Regions from separate parts of the Mus musculus genome. Here regions 2, 3 and 4 are each linked to region 1. A link is a contact called in public promoter capture Hi-C data. All regions are on one chromosome and are shown on one strand. The core of a region is the stretch at or near the end of the contact, and the rest is flanking DNA. Distances in the headings are between cores, read along the strand shown. Region 1 holds the start of Plod1 (procollagen-lysine, 2-oxoglutarate 5-dioxygenase 1). Region 2 holds the start of Aurkaip1 (aurora kinase A interacting protein 1). Region 3 holds the start of Dffb (DNA fragmentation factor, beta subunit). Region 4 holds the start of A430005L14Rik (RIKEN cDNA A430005L14 gene).

What was found. Promoter capture Hi-C pulls out the DNA fragments that hold promoters and counts their contacts.
Region 2: a contact with region 1 is called in a promoter capture Hi-C map of pre-B cells. The contact joins the promoter of Aurkaip1 here to the promoter of Plod1 in region 1. A contact is called at or near these places in 3 of 39 promoter capture datasets (cranial neural crest, pre-B cells and second pharyngeal arch cranial neural crest).
Region 3: a promoter capture Hi-C map of frontonasal cranial neural crest shows a contact between it and region 1. The contact joins the promoter of Dffb here to the promoter of Plod1 in region 1. A contact is called at or near these places in 3 of 39 promoter capture datasets (cranial neural crest, frontonasal cranial neural crest and pre-B cells) and 1 of 484 Hi-C or Micro-C datasets (CD8 T cells).
Region 4: a contact with region 1 is called in a promoter capture Hi-C map of pre-B cells. The contact joins the promoter of A430005L14Rik here to the promoter of Plod1 in region 1. A contact is called at or near these places in 2 of 39 promoter capture datasets (cranial neural crest and pre-B cells) and 1 of 484 Hi-C or Micro-C datasets (CD8 T cells).

Annotation. Positions count from the first base shown.
Region 1 is chr4:147,935,215-147,938,471 of GRCm38.p6, reverse strand. It overlaps Plod1 (procollagen-lysine, 2-oxoglutarate 5-dioxygenase 1), which reads left to right and starts at 1,696. Exons shown (of 19, transcript NM_011122.3): 1 at 1,696-1,870. The coding sequence starts at 1,795.
Region 2 is chr4:155,829,484-155,832,740 of GRCm38.p6, reverse strand. It overlaps Aurkaip1 (aurora kinase A interacting protein 1), which reads right to left and starts at 1,472. Exons shown (of 4, transcript NM_025338.4): 1 at 1,006-1,472; 2 at 671-758; 3 at 1-389. The coding sequence starts at 725.
Region 3 is chr4:153,973,616-153,976,872 of GRCm38.p6, reverse strand. Dffb (DNA fragmentation factor, beta subunit) reads left to right here and starts at 1,792. Exons shown (of 7, transcript NM_007859.4): 1 at 1,792-2,006; 2 at 2,178-2,304. The coding sequence starts at 1,884. Cep104 (centrosomal protein 104) reads right to left here and starts at 1,312. Exons shown (of 22, transcript NM_177673.2): 1 at 1,276-1,312.
Region 4 is chr4:153,955,437-153,958,693 of GRCm38.p6, reverse strand. It overlaps A430005L14Rik (RIKEN cDNA A430005L14 gene), which reads right to left and starts at 1,457. Exons shown (of 4, transcript NM_175287.4): 1 at 1,372-1,457. The coding sequence starts at 1,386.

The DNA of each region.
Region 1 (3,257 bases), core at 447-2,946:
TGAAAATCGAGCCAGCCAACAAGGCTGGCTGGTTCTTCCCCCATTTACACTTGTACTTCCTCCTCCAAGGGTTTGGAGATCTCAGTCCTCAACCTTCTGGGTCTAAAACACCCGGCGGATGCTGGTGGATGCTTGGCGCCAAGTCCTGTCTCCAGCTGCAGCAGCTCCTGGCTCTAAGTCCCTGCTAGGAAGCAAATGTTCTAGATTCTGCTGAGGTCGCTTCCTCTGGTTGGTCTTGTGACTTTGAGCTTGCTGCTGGATAGCCCTGGGCCTCTCTTCTACCATCTGTGAGAGTGTGAGTTGACCTCTGCACAATGAGGTGGACGCCCATTTTTCCAGCCTGTTCTTATTTCCCAGAAAGGACACGTGGTTCTTCAATTGTACAAGTATTGTACATCTTTCTCAAGAAAAAGAGAAACAAGAAAAGAAGAACGATTCCCAATAATATGACCTAGAAACGCTGCATAAGTTATGAACATGTTTATTCCACAACTTGGAAATAATCATTGCAAACATTGGTCTGTAAGTTTCCTGTGTTGGGGGTGGGTGTGTGTTGTTGAGGTCTCACACAGTCCACACTAGCCTCAAGCTATATGGTCACTAGCTCTACGGCTGAGCATGTCTTGAACTCCTGATCCTGCTATGCCTCCTGAGTGCTGGGATTCCAGCTCGCTTTGACACCTTCTTCCTCCCTTCTCTGACTGAGTCTGGCTGTGCAGCTCAGGCTGGCTTTGGACAATGGAGCTCTTCTACCTCCTGAGTGCTAGGATTTGGGCAGACCCCACCCTACCCCACCCAACCTTGTTTTGACCTATCTGCTAGGCAGAGGATCTATCTTTAACAATGAGTCATACTGAAGAGAAAACCTTTCCCACTTAGCATCCTGTAGATGCCTGTTTCCTTTGTGAAAGACCAAATCTCCCTAACTCCCTGATTTCGTCAAGCCCCTCCTCCCCCGCCCTCCCGAACCCTGCCCTAGGATCTAATCTGTGGGACTGAGATTCCAGGGTCCCTGTTTGAGCTCTCTTCTACGGCTTGACAGATTTTGTCTAAATGTAGATGTGCTTGGCTCACATCTGGACCAGGAACCCTTGCTCCAGAAACTTTTGACCTTCTTTTACTTTGTCTGTGAATGGCACTGAAAATTTTCACTCCATCCACTTAGCCCTCATTCATCCATCCACTCACTCACCCATCCATCCATCTGGCCCCCCATCATCCATCTATCCAGCCAGCCAGCCACTTACCCATCCATCCACCTATACCGCCATCCAACCATCCACTCACTCACCCACTTACACACCCACTTATCCATCCATCTAATACCCCCCCCCCACCATCACCACACACACACACATCCATCCCATAATTAACCGCTGCAATTTCCTTGACTACTTTCTGATTTCCTTCCAGGGAGCGGAAAGTTGAATTAAGTGATTCTCTTTTGGGAGCTGGGGCTAGACTTTATATATATATTCCCACCATCGCGGTGCAGATGATATTAAGTCTCCTCTTCTAGACATCAAGGCCTCGCCCTCCTCGCCCACTTGGAGAGAAGCGGGGGAGGGAGAGCATGGACGGTCCGGCATCGGGACCCAGGGGGCACAACGACCTGCCCCAAGTCTGGAGGACCTAGAAGCCTAAGCAGGAAAACCCTTCCCCGAGGCGGGCGGAGGCGTGCGCGGCACCGCCCCCGGGGCGGGCTCAGTGCGTGGCAGCGCCCGCCGGCCCCGTCGCGAAGTTTCCAGTTCAGCTTCTGTCTCAGTGCCGGCGGGTTGTTCCCGAGACTCCGCTATGCGGTCCCTGCTGCTCCTGGCCCCGTTGGCCTGGCTTCTTCTGGTCCAGGCGAAGGATGACGCCAAGCTAGAGGGTGAGGACGCGGCGGCGGAGCTGTGCCTGGCCGTCTGTCTCGCCGAGGACCGGGGTGTCCAGGCGACCTGGGCTGGAAGGGGGGGAGCCGGGGAGCTGGGTTGCGGTCATCTGTCCACTTGCCCGCGGGTGACTCCGGTAGATCACTTCCTCTCATGGGGTCGGGATTCCTAGGTTTGTGCTGCGGGCAGAGGAGGGGACAGCCGAAGTACACTCTCCCCTTGCGCGCCCCCTACCCTCATTTGGCGCTCAGAGGAGTCCATGATCACAATTCCCATAATAAGTAGCAAGACTCCCGTTTATCGTACACGATCTGCTGCAGCCTGGCCTCACTAGTTAAGCACCAGTTAAATACGTTTGCTGGAAGTGTTTTCTTATGTTAACCCCGTTTTCCAGCTTTACAAACTGAGGCTCCAAATCAGCCGCATTCTCCAGGGCATCCTGTTTTCTTCCACCCATGTTGCTGGAGACATGGGAGTTGGCCTGAACATGGTGGGTGGTAGGAATGTGGAGGGCTCCGGTGGGTGAGCCCTGTTGGTAAGAGCACTTGCCTAGCTCGCATGCAGCCCAGGGTTTGGTCCCCAGCGCTGCATAAACTAAACATAGTTGTGCATGCTTATAACCCCAGTACTCAGGGAGGTTGAAGCAGGGTTATCAGAAGTCCAAGGTCATCCTCAACTACACGAAGGGTTAAAGTCAGTCTAGACTACATGAGACCCTGACCAAAAAGGAAAGAAAGGAAGAAAAAAAAAAAAAAAAAAAAAAGGAAAGGAAAAGAACCTGGCTTTGAAACCCATGTGCTGGGAGCCACAGGTTTTTGCATGCCTGCTCCGTCTTCCATCTGTGCTCAGTTATACATAGGGTCACACGCCTTTCGCGTTGGTGATGCACAGTTTTTGAGAAGCTTGGTATTTTAGACTCCAACACAGAGTGGCAAGACCTCATTTCTAGAGATCACAAGAGATTCCTCAAATAAGACCAGCCCCTGAGTCCCCTTAAAGTCAAGGCTCTGGGCATTTTCTCTCCAAGCTCAGAGCAGCTAGGTTTGTTGTTGTTGTTGTTTTGGGGTTTTTTTGTTTGTTTGTTTGTTTTGGTAGGGTCTAATCTAGCATCAAAGGAAGATAGATAAGAGACTCTGATAAGTCCCGACTACAGAGTTGGTAATGTGTGCAAAGGCCCACCTAGTGGCAGGAACCTGGAGCCCAGTGGCAGCCATTTTTTCTCCATTTCACTTTCTCCTGCTTCTGCTGATGCGTGCTCGGATACTCCAGACCATCCCAGTTCCAAGAGCCTCAGTTGCCCTCTAGGAAGCCCAGAACTCAGCTCCCGCTCTGTGCCAAGAATGGAGGCGTCACCGGCAGACACTGTGTTCCACACTTCAGACACTC
Region 2 (3,257 bases), core at 223-2,722, 7.9 Mb before region 1:
GACCAGTTTACGGTACTTGTGGTGGTTCATCTTTCGCCTTCGGATCTTCAGCACGTTTTTGCACTGCACTGGAGTGGCATCCCAGGCTTCCCTGACTCCCTGCTGGGCTTCCTCCTCCCCCTGCCTAGGTGGACATTCGTAGAACTGGGAGGGAGCCAGAGTCACTGGGACCTCGACATTCCGTCTGGGCAATAAGTATTGAGCAGTCAGCCAGCTCTCTAGAGGACTGATGGCCATCTTCCTGGGGACCAGGAACTCCTCAAGCTCTGACTGGGTCCTCTTACCAGGGAGGGAGGCAGCCCGACTTGGGCTTGCAGGCTGCAAACTGTAAAGGGGTCGAAAAGCATAGCTGCCAATCACCCCGGAGCCAGGGCAGGAACGACTGAAACCTGGGGAAACAACACAGTTGCTACTAGTGCCATCACAGCAGATCAGAACACCACTACTACCCAGGCTAGGGCAACATGTAGACCCAAATGGTAAGGCCTGCCCCTTATCCTTCCGTCTGGAGTTGTGATGTGCTCCTACATACTACATGCAAGCTCGCAGGAAAAGGTTTGTGCCCAGGCTCTTATTCCCAGTAGCGACAGGAGACTACTGAAGGCGAGCTGGGCCGCGATGATTCCCATCCCCAAGTCAGGTGTGGATTCCGCGTCCAGGGGCGTCTTACCTGCCCAGGGAACAACAGTCCTGGCCAGCCGTGAAGTCAGGCGCGCCAGGAACATGGTGAGCAGTTGGTCCGGCGGCAGCGCTCAAAGCTAGAACACAGGAACCAGCTGAGGTCACGCAGCGGCGACGGGCAGTGCTCTCGGCCGCAGGCCTCGCATATCCCATCACCCTGGGTCCCCCTGACCCGCGATAAGGAGACATCTTCAAAAGTCGCTCTGAGCGCAAATCCTGTCCCTACTTCTCTCCACCAGCGTGGTCGCTGTAAGCCGCCCACCCACGGTTCCCGCTCAGGCAGCGAAACCCACAGCGCAGGACGATATCGACGCTCGCACGCACCAAACAGACGCAGGCCAAGCGAGCTCCGCCGCCGCTCATCATCTGAGCCCCGCAACAGGCCCACCGAATCCCGGAAGTTAGGACCGATCAGGTCGCCTCTGACCTCGACCACTTCCGGTCCCTGGTCCTACGCAGCGCCCTCTGGTGCCCGGCTCTGCGCTAACTCGATCCTTGCGTGCCCGAAGGCGATCGCTTCCGGTTGGAGGGGACGCTTCCCCTGCCGCTGTTGTCCAGCAGCAACAACGTTCCGGGTAAAAAGTGCCCACACCCGACACCCACCACAATCCCGGAGAGTGCTCTCTGCGTGCACGCGGACTTTACAGTATATATATATATATTTTTTTCCTTTCGTCTCTCCCAAGCCGGTTAGCCTCCGGGTACCGCCATGGACCGTAGGACTGCGGAAGTGACAAGTGGCGCTCCTCCTGTTAGGGCGGCAGGTCGTTTAATAGTCCTGTGGGATAGGCTGGCTGCAGAATGGGGCGCTCTGCTTCTTGAGGCCTCAGAAACTCCGCCCTGTTCCTGCTCCGCGGTCCTACCCTGCCGCTAATCTCAAGTGAAAAAAGTCCTAATTTCTTTAGTGTGCCCTGAGGAAAAAAAAATTTTTTTTAAAGATTTATTTATTTTTTATTATATATAAGTACACTGTAGCTGTCTTCAGACACTCCAGAAGAGGGAGTCAGATCTCATTACGGATGGTTGTGAGCCACCATGTGGTTGCTGGGATTTGAACTTCGGACCTTCGGAAGAGCAGTCGGGTGCTCTTACCCACTGAGCCATCTCACCAGCCCCCTGAGGAAAAATTTAAATATCCTCACACACACGTTAATTTTTATCCCAAAACTTAAAAGCAGCTTCTTCAGAATACGGCTGCTGCTTTCCTTGGCAAGAGCCTAGCAATCCACTGCACCTCAGTGTGGACCAGAAAGTCCTGCTGGCTCCGATGGACAGGGGTGCAAGACTAGGGTTCTCCTTCATTTGAGAAACTACGTATGCCTCGCATGAGGGATTTCTGTGGATTCTTAACACAAAGTGGCCAAATATCTCATTCTCAGGCATTAACCTAGCTAAAGTTACATAAACCAATAAGAGGGCAGAAATTGCAGGCTGTCGTCCCAGCTGTGTAACTGAGGTCACAAAGTGATGTTGCGTGTACCCTACCTTCGAGAGGGGATGCTGGAGATATTTGTCTTTTCTAATGATGTTTCGAGAGGGGAGGCACAATGTGCACCTGCATATGCCACAGCACACATGGAGTCATTTCTCTTCTTCCACATTTAAGGAAGTGAATTCCAGGGATCTCATTCAAGTTGTCGGGTTTATGTGGCAAGCACTTAACCACTGCGCTAGCCCAAACAGGAAGGTTTATGCATTTTAGTCTGTCTTTAGTTCAGACTCTCACCCTGGGTTTAGCCACAAAAGGCAAATGGAGTCTCTAGATTCCAGCCCTCACCTTGGTGCTCCCAGTCCTCAACATGGCCAGCTTTTATTTGATGTGTTTCTCCTTGGATTGCATAACTAAAGGTTCAAGGAGATGAATAAAAGTAAATAAATCCATCAGAGAAATGGTCATGTTCACAACAACCCGTATCGGGACAGGTCTTTGTAGAGTCAGGGACAATAAGAGAAAGGGCAAGTGGAAACAAGTTTTGGAAAGAGACCAAGCAAAGCATCCTCCTTACACAATCCCGGGAACTAGCAAGTTTCTAGTCTTCCAGGAGGTGAGTAAAGCCAACCTTGTTAAGATCCCTATACTTTCCTGGGTGGTGGTGGCCCACGCCTTTAATCCCAGCACTTGGGAAACAGAGTCAGATGGATCTCTTTTGAGTTGCAAGGCCAGCCTGGTCTACAGATTGAATTCTAGGACAGCCAGGGCTACACAGAGAAACCCTGTCTCAAAAAACCAAAAGACCCCCTGTATCTCAAACAGGCTCCAGGCCAAAACAGAACATGCCCAACCAGGGCAGGGTAGCTGCTTGGCCATGGTGGCAATAAAACACAGACACATAGCCATGACACCATGACATTGTATTGCTACTGTAAACTAACCTTGCCAAGGCAGATCTGGAATTGCAAAGGTTAATCCTTCATAAAAACCTAAGAAAAAAAGCACTGCTGGGGCTGAAGAGATGGCTTGGTGGTTAAGAGTACTTCCTATTCTTCCGTGGGATTTTCGTTTGTTCCCAATCAGAAAGAACCCGAAAGAAAGAAAGAAAGAAAGAAAGAAAGAAAGAAAGAAAGAAAGAAAGAAA
Region 3 (3,257 bases), core at 543-3,042, 6.0 Mb before region 1:
CTTCTTCCTTATCTCTATTCCAGATGGGTACAACTGCCCGTTCAACCTATGCTCCTGTCAAGACAAACATTCTTTAAATCCAACTTTGATCACCCCTCTCCAGGTCTTAATTTTAAAACCCTAGGCAGCCCCATTGTAGGAGTAGAAGTGCTAATTATGACCGGACACCTTGTTTCCCCAGTCTCCATTCTTGTCTTGGATTTTTTTTTTGTTTGTTTTTATTTTTGGGACAGAGTCTCTTATTTAGGCCTGACTGGCCTAGAACTTGTTATGTAGTCTAGACTGGCCTCAAACTCACAGAGATTCTCCTGCCTCTGCATCCCAAGTACTAGGATTAAAGGTATGTGACACTATGCCCGGTTATGACTTGAATTCTAGAGAATAGTCAAATCTAACGAACTTCTCCAGTGCCTTGACCAGACCCTGTGTCTTCAAGAGCCCGTGTCAGGTGTGGTAGTGCATGCCTTTGATCCCAGAACTTGGAGGATCTCGGAGTTTGAGGTCAGTATGGTCTATATGTAGTAGTTCTAGGGCTACACAGTGAGACAGTCTCAAAAAAAAAAAAAAAAAAACAAAAACCAAAAAACAAGCAAGCAAACAAACAAACAAACAAAAATCAGGTCTGTCTACCTCGTCTCTGTGGTGCATAGAACAGAATGTTAACAGCAGATACAAGTGTATGCCCAATAAAACTAAAACAAAGTACGGGTACTGAAGATCCCTGCAGGAGGGCTGTGGGGGCAGCGTGGCCAAAACACTGGGGCCTCAATAAGGACATCTACAAAATGTACATTTTCAGCCGATGCACTCACTGGAGCCCTTCCACCTCCTGTTCCTTCCCGCCTCACAAAGCCCACCACAGATCTGGATCTGTGCAATGCTGTGTTACTAGCTGGTTACCACAGGCGGCTGGTGTTCCAGCTGCCACTAGGGCAGCCACAGCCAGCAGTGTCAATTGACATTTACCCTAGCATTGCTTATAAACTAAGCCCCAACTCTTCTATTTTTGGTTATGAACTTACCCTGTCATCTTTCCAACCAGAAACCCGAACTCAATGTAGCAACTTCCAAACATTTTGTTACAAGGATATGAAAAGTGTTTCCAGTTTTCTTTTCAAGAAAACGTAAATGTTACAATATTAAGTAATGATCTGGGGCCAAGTAATTTTAAGGACTGAGAGTGCTTTAGAGAATCTTAACGCTTAAAAAGCACAACAAACCAAACCCAGCGAACAAACAAAACCCCCAAACGACACGGATCGAAGTGTAGCCTACCCGGAGCCAGAGCTACAGTCTTTAGTCTCGTGGCAACTGCTCCTGTTCAGTAACGCATGCAGACGAGGACAAGGCGGGGCTCGAATCCGATTCCGGACACGAAGGCTGAGATGCGCTGCAGGGAGGCCTGGAACAGGCACTGGCCGCGCAGTCCCTCCAAGGCCAGGTGTCAGGGAGCCTCCGCCCCGGGTGCCTGCCGAAGACCGAGGCCACGCAGGGTCACAGAGCGCCGCGGAAACGACCAGGCGGGGCCGCTGCGATGTCGGCCTCCGCTATCTTCGGAGGGGTCTCGGTCCAGCCGCCCCCACCCCGGGCCTCTGAGGAGGGCAGCAGAGGAGCAGCCCGGGCTGCCTCTGCCCAGGGCCCGGGCCGCAGCTGCGCTCCCATAGCAACCAGGCCGGCCCGCGCGGTACGCCTGCGCGTCCGCCCGCCGGCGCCTGCGTGCGCATCCAGGCCTCGAGGATTCTGGCTGGGGACAGGTCCTGCAGTCGGACGTTTCCGGTTGCACCTACCTACGTAGAGAAAAGAGTTCCGGGCCGCGTCTACGCACCACAGTTCCGGGCAGGAACGTTACAAGTCCAGTGTCGCTACGGTACCGCAGCCCTGCAATGTGCGCGGTGCTCCGCCAACCCAAATGCGTCAAGTTGCGAGCCCTACATAGCGCCTGCAAGTTCGGCGTGGCGGCCCGGAGCTGCCAGGAGCTGCTGCGTAAGGGCTGCGTCCGCTTCCAGGTGGGTCTTGCATTCCGGGCAAGCACTGCGCGGCGGGCACCTTGGCTTCCACCCCTACGATTTCCATCCTCTTGGGTGGGCTTGGACAGGCGCTAGGCTTCTACAGTACGCAGAGCTGGCTGTCTGGAAGCCAAGACTGTTGTGGGACAAGCTGATCTTCTTGTCCTCCAGCTCCCGATGCCCGGTTCCCGGCTGTGCCTGTACGAAGATGGCACGGAGGTGACGGACGACTGCTTCCCGGGCCTTCCCAACGACGCTGAGCTCCTATTGCTCACCGCTGGCGAGACCTGGCATGGCTGTGAGTAGGAACACTTTGGAGATGGGAGGGACCTACACGGTTTAAAGCCTCGTCGAGGGGCCCGGGCAGGAACCCAGAAGATCTGGTTAAAGGCTCTGAATGCCAAAAGCTTTTGCTGAAGAACTTTGATTTTAATTTTGAAACTGCCAAGGGCAAGGGAAGGATTGAGACTGGGGTCGGTGCTGCTGTGCTGTGCTGTGCTGTGCTGTGGTGTGCTGTGCTGTGCTGTGGTGTGCTGTGCTGTGCTGTGCTGTGCTGTGCTGTGCTGTGCTGTGGTGTGCTGTGCTGTGCTGTGGTGTGCTGTGCTGTGCTGTGCTGTGGTGTGCTGTGCTGTGCTGTGCTGTGCTGGGTTGGGCTGGGCTGGGCTGGGCAGGGCAGGGCAGGGCAGGGCAGGGCAGGGCAGGGCAGGGCAGGGCAGGGCAGGGCAGGTCTTGGTTCCATTCACTGTTGCTCCGGGCTGTACTTCGACCAGTGTGCTGAAATGCTCTCAGGTATCATGGTTTTCATTCAGGCTATTCTAGGTAGGTGTGATGACAGATCATTGTAGTCTTAATCCGAATTTCCCTGGTGGCTAATGGGATTGGGTATTATCTTCCTATTTACCACTTGAAGGCACTCTTCAGAGAAGCGATTCTTCGCGTTTTTTGTGTTTCTTAGTCGGATTTATAAAGCTGTTTAAATATTTAGCCCCCCCCCCCTCCAGAATATCTTGGTTATGACTTCGATGTAAGATAGTGTGGTTTTCAAATATCTCCCGCTGTGTAGCTTTTCACTGTCTTTATTGAAACTGAGCTCCAACCACATAGCTAACCGGCCTTGCTCTTTCCATGCTCTGTACTAGAGCAAAAGGTTCAGATTTGCAAGGGAAATGGGGAGGACAAGGCTACATGTGGCCGAGGCTGGTCTAAAACTTGTGATTCTCCTGCCTCTACTTCCCAACTGCTCACATTCCA
Region 4 (3,257 bases), core at 208-2,707, 6.0 Mb before region 1:
CACATATCTTATTGCCCCAGCTGACCTAGAACTTCCTAGGTAGCCTAGGCTGGCCTTAACTCACACACCAGCACACATACATGTAAGGGACAACCAGAAAGTAGAAAAAGCAGAAAAAAGTATTTGAAGACAGAATGGTTGAAAGCCTCCTGTTCGTTGAAAACAATAACCTGTGACTGGGAAGTTTGTGACACAGGAGGGAGAGGATAATAAACACATGGCCAGGCCACCTCCCGGGGCAGTTCTCATCCTGGAGGTACCAGTAAAAAACAACTGCTTATTCTGCAGAAACAGTATGTGAACCACGGTGAGATCACTACCTGCACGAAACAAAATGCCAGCTAAGAAAATCCATACCCAGAAAACCTGTCCTCTAAGATGAAGGTGAGAATAAAGGAATTTCCAGATGCAAATGGGTGTGTGTGTGGAGGGGGGAGGGGGTGTTGCTTTAGAACCACCGGGAGTTCTAGCTGAAGCTAAGGACCCAATCAGTAATCCAGGTACAAAGGGCACCCTCGACCCCCAAGGAAAGTCCCTAACATAAAATTATCTTAAACATACTTCTCTGAACAGGCAAAAGAGGCACGTGCTAGCAACAGGCAGGAACAAACAAAGGGGGAGGGTCCGAGGGGCCCTTGCTGGCCTGAGGAAGTGGCTGCAAAGGGTAAAGTAAGGATTGCAAGGCTGCACTGTCAACAGACAGCTAACGGAAAGTGGGAGAGAACCTCACAAGAGTTAGACCCTTCTGTGTCTCACTGGAACCGAGGCGCGCAAAGAAGTAAAAAACACAGCGGGGAACTATTAAACCTTAATAAAGTCTCCTTATGCAAGGGAGGGGCAGCAACCATGACCACTGACACGGGGAACAGTTATTGTCAGCCTCGCTACACACAAACGTCTGCGCAACGCAAGAGGCAGGGACGTCAGCCTGGACTTTGGCTAGCGGTGCAGGGCAGACACACTTCAGGCTAAGGGACTCACTGTCCCTGCCATGCTCGTTCGGCCAGAGACCCTTTGCAGCCGGGGTTTAGGTCCCAGTCACCCTAGCTCCCGTCCCACTGCCCGCCCTCAGCCCAGGTTACACACGACACAGGGGCTTGGCTGAGCTCGCTCGGCTGCAGCACGCCCATCTGTGGGCAGTGCGAGAGGCCAGGAAGCCCGGGCAGTAGCCCGCACGGCCGAGGGCAAAGCTCGGGTCCCGGTGGCCCTCACCCCGGGGAGCGAGCCTGGAGCCCCGCGCCTGGGGCGGGTGGAGGTGCCTGGAGTGCGGGTTCCCCTCCCAGGGGCGGGGCTCGAGGCGCCCGCCCCCCGCCGGCTCCCCTGGGAGAGTGCGGCTCGGCGGCGCGCACCCCGCCTGCGGGGGCCCCTCACCTTCCTGCTCCTCATGAGTGAGCGCCCCGGCCTAACGCTCCTCCGCCAAGTCTCAATCGCGCGGCTCTGAGCGCGCGCGCGGCGTCTGATGTCATCGCCACGTCACCAATCAGGGGCCGGCGTCTCCAGGTCACGTGCTCTCCGCGTGCAGAGCGGGCAGCGCGCGCCTCCCCGACGGACGGCGAGCCGCGGGCGGAGCGCCGGAAGCTGGGCAAGGTTCCCGCCACGCTGGGAAAGGGACGTCTCCTTCGCGCGGAGGCCCGCCCGTTTTGGCCGCCATGTTTGGGAAGGGCACATCCCTGGGACCCCCGTCGCCGCCATGTTTGAGAAGGGCGGCTGCCTTGCTGCAGGCCTGTGCTCTCGGGTCTCAGGCCACCTTCAGCTCGGGTTCCCCTTCACCCCGAGGGAGGCGTTAGACCGGCCTAGCTCTGCCATCTGCCGGCACCTCACAGTCCACGTGTGAACTCTATGGTGGGAAGAGAGAGGAGACTCTTGCTACGTATCCTCTGACAATTACTGACACTCCCGAGTTACTCCCCATCTCAATAAATATAATAACAAATTGTTAGCATTCTGTCTAAACTCCACCCACAATATGCTCCTCCCCACAGTTAACTGGCCTGACCCACTTTTATAGGGGCTGCTTGTCCCCTCCTCCCTCTCTTAGTCTTGCTTCCCTCTTGCTTCTCTTCCTTGCTCTTGCTCTCCCCTTCCCCATTCCCTTCCCTTTCCACTCTCTCCAAGTGCTCATAGCCATGGCTGGCCTCTACTTCTCTACTCTCTCCCTCTCTCTGCCTTTCTCTGCCTCAATTACCCTCTTAACTCCTGTCTACCTTGAATAAACTCTATTCTATACTATACCATCGTGTGGCTGCTCCCTCAGGAGGAAGGGATGCCTCAGCATGGGCCCGCTGAGACATTCCCTTCCTCTAAACCTCACCACACCCCTATAGGACATATTCTTTCTGTCTTTATCTTTTTATAAACACATCAATAATAATGATGATAAATATTATAATTAGCTTCAAATACACATGAAACCTTTGGCCTCAGCCTCTGGTCCTGCTGGACAGCCTGGACAGGTAACCCTGGTCGCAGAACTCACAAAATGAACCAGACAGACATCACTGTTTTGACATCTTAAGGGTGAGACCAGAGAGTAAACTGCTCTAGGGTTTGGTTTCCCTTACATCCTGGAAGTCCTTGTCCTCTGCTCTGCCTGACCAGCTCTCTCCAAGCCCACTCCTCTCTCTCTCCAAGCCTGCTCCTCTCTCCAAGCCCACTCCTCTCTTCAGTGCAATAAAAAGGAGACAAGCATGTAAAGATACCGTCTGCACTGCAGAGCTGCACAGGCTCCTCTGTCTTTAGAAAAGCCCCTCTAAGTATTACAGATGGATGGATCAGGCTGCTGGGAGATTAGGCTTTGGGCAGGGAGCCAAGCACCTTGCCGCTTCAGCATGCTGGTGCCCTCTGCTCACCTTCCTGGTTGGTGTTCCCTCCTCCTCAGCCTCATGCATCTTTACCGTTACTTCTCACGACACTTGGAAGGGGACTGGCAGATGTGTGACTGGCAGGAAATCCATTGGAAAGGAAATTAATATAATCGCAGCCAGCCATTAAAAACCAGCATGCGCCGTGACACAAGGAACCTGCCAGGTCGTCACTGTGGTTAATTCTAAGCAAGGACAGTGATTTCTCTCTGTTGTTCAGTGTGCTCAGGAGCAGCCAGTTCCTGCTTCTATCGGGTTTTGGGGTTGGTGTCTGTCAGGAGACGTACTGCTTCACGGCTAACACCCCCAAAGCCTCATGGCCTTGGTTTGCTTTGATTCTATTTAAAATTTACCTTATTTTACTTTACTGTTAAGTGTGTTTTGCCTGCATCTGTG